2 separate regions of the Mus musculus genome follow, and region 2 is linked to region 1. Evidence: chromatin contacts called from public Hi-C data. All regions are on one chromosome and are shown on one strand. The core of a region is the stretch at or near the end of the contact, and the rest is flanking DNA. Distances in the headings are between cores, read along the strand shown. Region 1 has its middle 7.6 kb from the start of Tmem150cos. Region 2 overlaps Coq2 (coenzyme Q2 4-hydroxybenzoate polyprenyltransferase).

Evidence for each region. A called contact is a pair of places that touch in the nucleus more often than the background predicts.
Region 2: a Hi-C map of B cells shows a contact between it and region 1, with 4 times the contacts expected there. The contact joins two enhancer-like sites. A contact is called at or near these places in 1 of 39 promoter capture datasets (pre-B cells) and 6 of 484 Hi-C or Micro-C datasets (B cells, the G1E-ER4 cell line, cortical neurons and 1 more).

Annotation. Positions count from the first base shown.
Region 1 is chr5:100,068,974-100,071,810 of GRCm38.p6, reverse strand. No RefSeq gene overlaps it. Among named protein-coding and RNA genes, the nearest start is that of Tmem150cos, 7.6 kb to the left of the region's middle. Within about 2 kb of position 1,415, at least 11 of the 459 cell types and tissues checked have an H3K27ac peak or open chromatin away from gene starts, as enhancers often do. A contact at or near this core is called in B cells, where this site is marked.
Region 2 is chr5:100,661,547-100,664,534 of GRCm38.p6, reverse strand. Coq2 (coenzyme Q2 4-hydroxybenzoate polyprenyltransferase) reads left to right here. Exons shown (of 7, transcript NM_027978.2): 3 at 834-955; 4 at 2,613-2,698. Among named protein-coding and RNA genes, the nearest start is that of Coq2, 11 kb to the left of the region's middle. Within about 2 kb of position 1,329, at least 91 of the 459 cell types and tissues checked have an H3K27ac peak or open chromatin away from gene starts, as enhancers often do. A contact at or near this core is called in B cells, where this site is marked.

The sequences.
Region 1 (2,837 bases), core at 166-2,665:
CCCCACTTCTTGGCCAGCTTCATGGGTTAGCCATTGCTGTGACAACCGTGGCGGTTCCCAAACTCACCACTGTGGGGCTTCCTGGGGTGGTTCCCCTAACTGTCCCTCCTCTAAGCCTTCCATTGGTTTATGTAAAAACGCCTTATTCCTTTGTGGTCAAAATACCTGAGTGAGACCTTAAGAGATGGAGCATCAGCAAAGAGCGCTTGCTGCCCTTGAAGAACACCTACGTGTAGTTCCCAGCATCTACCTCAAGTGGCCCACAACTCCCCGTAACTCCAGTTTCAGATCTGATGCCATCTTCTGGCCTCCACCCACAAGCACATGATGGCACACACACACACACACACACACACACACACACACGCGCGTACTAAATCTTTTTTAAAAACACCCAAGCGCTTTCTGCTTCCAACTCTCTCCTCTCATAGGTCTTCCTATAGCAACCCATTCTCCATCAAACACAATTTAAGTCACCCAGTCCCGCTCAGAATTCCCCAGTAGCTTCCGACCACATCTAGAGTACAGGCTAAGAATTTCACTAGGATCCAACAACCTAATGGTCAGGCCTCTTCTGTAGACCTCTCTAACTGTATTCAGCCACGGGGCTCCCTAGTCCCCAGTCCCAGCACTTCTACCTAAATCTCTACATTTAATCCACACACAGTGTTCTCTCCCCTTCTCTATCTGGTCTCCCATGATTAGGTTACAAGCCCTGCCCGCCCTCCCAGACCTTACTTTGTCTTTGTTTGGTTTCCTAACATCTCTAGAGGATATGCATGCTGACCATAGGGACAATGTGCCCTCATGTCAGCCCAGGACTCACGTCTTGACAGAATAAACCTGAGAGAAACTCAAGGGCAGATTTTACTCATTACTCTATCAGCAACAACTGCGGGATTTTTGATTTGTTTTGAGACAGAGCTCACGTGGCCTTGGCTACCAGCCTGGAACTCCCTATGTAAACCAGGCTGGCCCCTGCCAGGGATTGTAACTGCAAGTCACCAGGCCGAGCTCTGCAAATTATTGTTGAACATTACTGAGGATGGTATAATATGGACATCAAGGCACAGGTGGTAGTATAGCAAACTGTTATGGGACATAGTATATTTAATTATTTTTTTATAGGAGTAAAAAAAAAAAAATTCCTGAAAACAAGCCCCTTTAAACACTGCTGCTAAAACTTGTCTACCCAAAAGGAATGTATTTTTTAAAATGTGTTTGATACAGGAGAGGAAAGGGGATTAGCGGGTGGGTTGTGGTTGGTATTACTGCCAAAACTTTGTCTAACTCCTCTGCTCTTGCAATAGCCTGTTACTGGCTTTTAAAGATAAATGAACTGTTAGTCATGTCCCTGCTCCCTCCCTGTTCCCACCTGATGCCTTTCAACGGGGCTGTGGGGAAGCAGCACCACCTGCTGGGCAGAGCCGGTCCTGCACCCACACAGGCATTTAAGGCCCTGCTGTCAACCAACCCTGGAAACATCAGTGACTCTCAGCCACCAAAGCCAGCCTAAACAGCAGACCTCTCAGCTCCAGAATTGCTGATTAGAGCCAGCTTCTGAGATTTCTCTCCCTCAAACTACGGTAAAACACTGGAAGTCAGTGCTACTGAGGGAAAAACACCAAAATATATCTAGCTTGACAAGGAGTCCCTTGCCCCCGGCTATAAACAGAGAGACCGGGAAAAACCCAAATGTTATCACACACATCTGACTGCATGTATGCCTGTGGACCACACGAGAGCCTGGTGCAGGGAGAGGCGTCAGATGTCCTGGGATCAGAATTAGATGGTTGTGAGCCACCGCAAGGAATCAAACTCCAGTCCTCTGCAAGGACCACTGAGCCATCTCCGGCCCCTTAAAGATGTTTTTGATTTTTGTTTTTAATTTTGACTTATTGTTGTTGTTTGGCTGGTTTTTTGTTTGAGTAGCCTTGGAGATCCTGAAACTACTCCTATAGGCAAGCTGGCCTGGAACAGAGTTCCTACCTTTGCCACAATTAAAGGCTTTCCTCCAGGGCTGGGATTAAAGAGATGTGCCACCACACCAGGCTGTCTCTCAAGTCCTTACTTTTCTAATTGCTGTTATTAAAGGATAATCTGTCTGCCATCTGCCCATGAACTTGTCTACAAATATATATGTACGCATGAAGTGAATCCTTTCGTTGGATGTGATTTCACCATTTACAAATTATTCCCATTTCTATGACTTAACATGAATTTATTCTATTTCCTAGTGACAAAACCTGAATCAATGTAACATTTTTTCCTGTCCCCTTCCTCCTCATATTTCCAAGACTTTACCCCTTATCCAATGCATCCCCCCAAAATGATTCCTACACCATTTTCTTAATTACAAAAATAACTATTTCCTTTAAGTATTTTTTTAATATAGCCTTTTAAAAAAACGAGAGGGCAGTGGTGACCCACACCTTTAATCCCAGCACTCAGGAGGCAGAGGCAAGTGGATCCCTAAATTCGAGGCCAGCCTGGTCTACAGAACAAGTTCCAGGACAGCCAGGGCTACACAGAGAAACCCTGTCTCAGAAAAACCAAACATAACACAAACGAGAGGGCTCAGTGGATAAAGTTCCCTGCCACTAGCAAGACCCACAGCCTCCGTCTGACCCCTGCCCCAGATGGAAGGGAAGAGAACTAACCACCACAAACTGTCCAGCCTGTCCCCTTCCTCCCTCTGTGTGTGTGTGTGTGTGTGTCTGTCTGTCTGTCTGTTTGTCACACTCACACACACACACACACACACACACATGCACACACACCAATTAAAATGAGGGGGCGAAAACCATGGTTATCAAAACGCCAAGAAACTTTCCTTA
Region 2 (2,988 bases), core at 80-2,579, 590 kb before region 1:
AACAGCACTGTCCACACTCCCCAGCAGATTTGCCATTAGCATTTCAGCATAGTCAGCCTAACGTCACAGACCCATTCAGGAGTGTGGCAGACACATCGGCTCATCTCTCTGCACTGACCTCTGACTCACTGCTTCCCGTTCTCAGAGCAGGACGTGAGCTTTACTCCGTATCTGCTGCGGTCCCTTGCTCCCGAGAAAGCCTGTTATTTCGCCACCTTGCCTGTGTATGGGAGCTGGATGTGGGCTTGCTGAGCTGAGCGGCTATGTATCTAGATCTGGAAGACACTGTTAGTTTGGAGGTGGGGCTGGGAATGGTGTCACAGCACTTAGCCCCTTTACAGCCACTTTAAACTATTTAAATACACCGTGTTAGTTCTTGATGGGACTTCACTCTGTTCATAATTGTTCCTAAGAGCCTGCCCTTAGCCTTTAACATGCTTTTGTCTGCATGTATGTTTGCGTACCAGAGGAGGGCAGCAGATCCTTTTTCTATTACAGGTGGTTGAGAGCCACCTTGTGGTTGCTGGGAGTTGAACTCAGGACCTCTGAAAATGCAGCCAGTGCTCTTAACGGCTGGGCCATCTCTCCAGCCCTCACTTTAATTTTGAAATAACATTTATTTGTATGTGTGAAGGAAACACCGTTCACGAGAGGAAGTCAGAGTAAACCTGGAGGAAGCATTTCTCTCCTGTTGTGTGGGTTCCAGGTCATCAGACTTGGAGGCGAGTGCCAGCCCTGACTGTCTCAGGAGCCCGTGGAGCATCTGCTAATCACTGTTTATGTGAACGACTGACTTGGCATATAACTGAAGGGCTCTCTTTTCCTGTGTTGAGGTTACAAGGACAGCAAACCGCCCAATCGCTGCTGGAGACATTTCGACCTTCCAGTCCTTCGTCTTCCTTGGGGGACAGCTGACCTTGGCACTGGGCGTTCTCCTGTGTTTAAACTACTACAGGTACATCAGATGAGGTTTCACAGTTGTGTGTAAAATATCTCCTCTGACATGTAAAATGTGGGGATAGAGGGGGATTCTCTTTATTACAAATCTGCTTATTGACCCCTGTGAAGGGCCTGAGAGTCAGCAGGGCACAGGACCTCAGCACGCTGTCAGATCTGCTTCCGAGACACCGCAGCCAAGAGCAGCCTCGCTCTGAAGTATTGTAGAGTTTGCTCTAGGTACTCCTGATAGGACACAGAGCACATCCCTGGGTTCTCAGGTGTGTGTGCAACAATATGTGTGCATATACTACGTGGCCTGTTATTGCTGAGTACCTGGAAGCAGAAGTGGTTGGGCTCAGTTAGCAAAAAGTGGAACTGAATCTTTCCCAGAGACTATAACTAGTCAAAATAGCAGAAGAGAAAGCCAAGAGGGCCCACATGGGGCTCTTAACGGGACACAGCATCAGATGGCTGTTTTCAGAGTGCTTCATGAGTAAGGATGGGCAGAGCAGAGAGTGCCACAAAAGAGATTAGGCCTGGTCATGAAGGGCCCAGCAGCTTTGACAGTACGAAAGGCTGTTACGTGAACTTTGAGAGACCTCGGAACAGCTTATGTTTCTGTGGCTGTTTTCTCTTTTTTTGTTTGTTTGTTTGTTTGTTTGTTTTATAGATTTTTTTTTTTAAAGCAGAGTCTCACCTATGTAGCCCTGGCTGTCCTGGATCTCACTCTGTACACCAGGCTGGCCTCAGACTCAGAGATTCTCCTGCCTCCATCTCCCCACTGCTAGGATTAGAGGTGTGTGTGCTGCTCTGCTATTTTCTCTCTCTTGAGAATGCCTGCTGTGTATGCAGGGACCCTCGCCAGTCTGATGAACTCTGGTAGGCACATGGAGAGCTAGGGGCGTGACTCACTTGGGGAAGTCCTTGCTGCATAAGTATGCTTAGTCCTTAGCCCCCACTGTAAAGTCAGGGATGGGGTATGTTTAGAATGCCAGCACTCAGGGGGCCGAGGCAGGCAGATCTCTGGGGATGGCTTGCCAGCCGGCCTCTCCTGGTTGCTGACCCTCAGGTTCCACGCTTGTCTCAGAAAGCAAGATAGCACTCTCAGGATCACATCTGAAGTTAGCCTTTCCTCATCTCACGTGCATGTGCACACACAAACAAACACATGCATGCACACACATGTGCACACACACTTCGGTTTATTGCACACCATTTGGAGGTGGCCAACAGTACAGGGTGGGTTACTCTGGTGCGACTCTGGAGCGGGGCTGCTGTAAGATTTGAGTGTCCCTATCCTATCTATGGATAAGCTGGGTGACACTTGGCTCCTGCATTGCTTTGCACTTCAGTTTCCACTCTACAAAAGGGGATGAGATTAAGACTGCCTGTTGCCTAGTGAAGATTGTAGAATAAATTAAGAGTTGAAACACTAACAATAGTACCTAGTTCATGAAAGTACTCTGTGGGTTCGCTTTTGTTTTTAGTTGTTTTTGTGACATGTAAGGTACTTTTCTAATCATTTCCTAGAGTAGGTGAAGTCAAACTCTAAGAAAAAATTTTCACAAAAATATTACTAAATACAAAAATACCTTGCAATTATTATCACTAATGACTTGAAAATATTTAGTGATTTCTGAATGATGCACTAATCCTGTAGCTTCTATTTCTAGTATAGCAATGGGAGCAGCGTCCTTACTTCTTGTCGTCACCTACCCACTAGTGAAAAGAATCACGTTTTGGCCTCAGTTGGCTTTGGGTAAGTTCCTTCACACTGTCTGCCATGTTTTTATATCCTGCACAGGGTGTGTGTGTGTGTGTGTGTGTGTGTGTGTGTGTGTGTCTGTACAGGTGTGTGTACATGACTGTCAGGTTAACCATCAAGTTTTATGGAAAATAAATTTTCATACTTTAAAGGAGTTCATTTATTCTCATTGGCCAAGAAACCTTACATATTTATTAAGATTATCAGGATTATTATTTTAAAACTCTAACTATGTCATGAAAGGTGGTTGATGAGAGCATCCTGTGGAATTCGGTAGTGAGGGA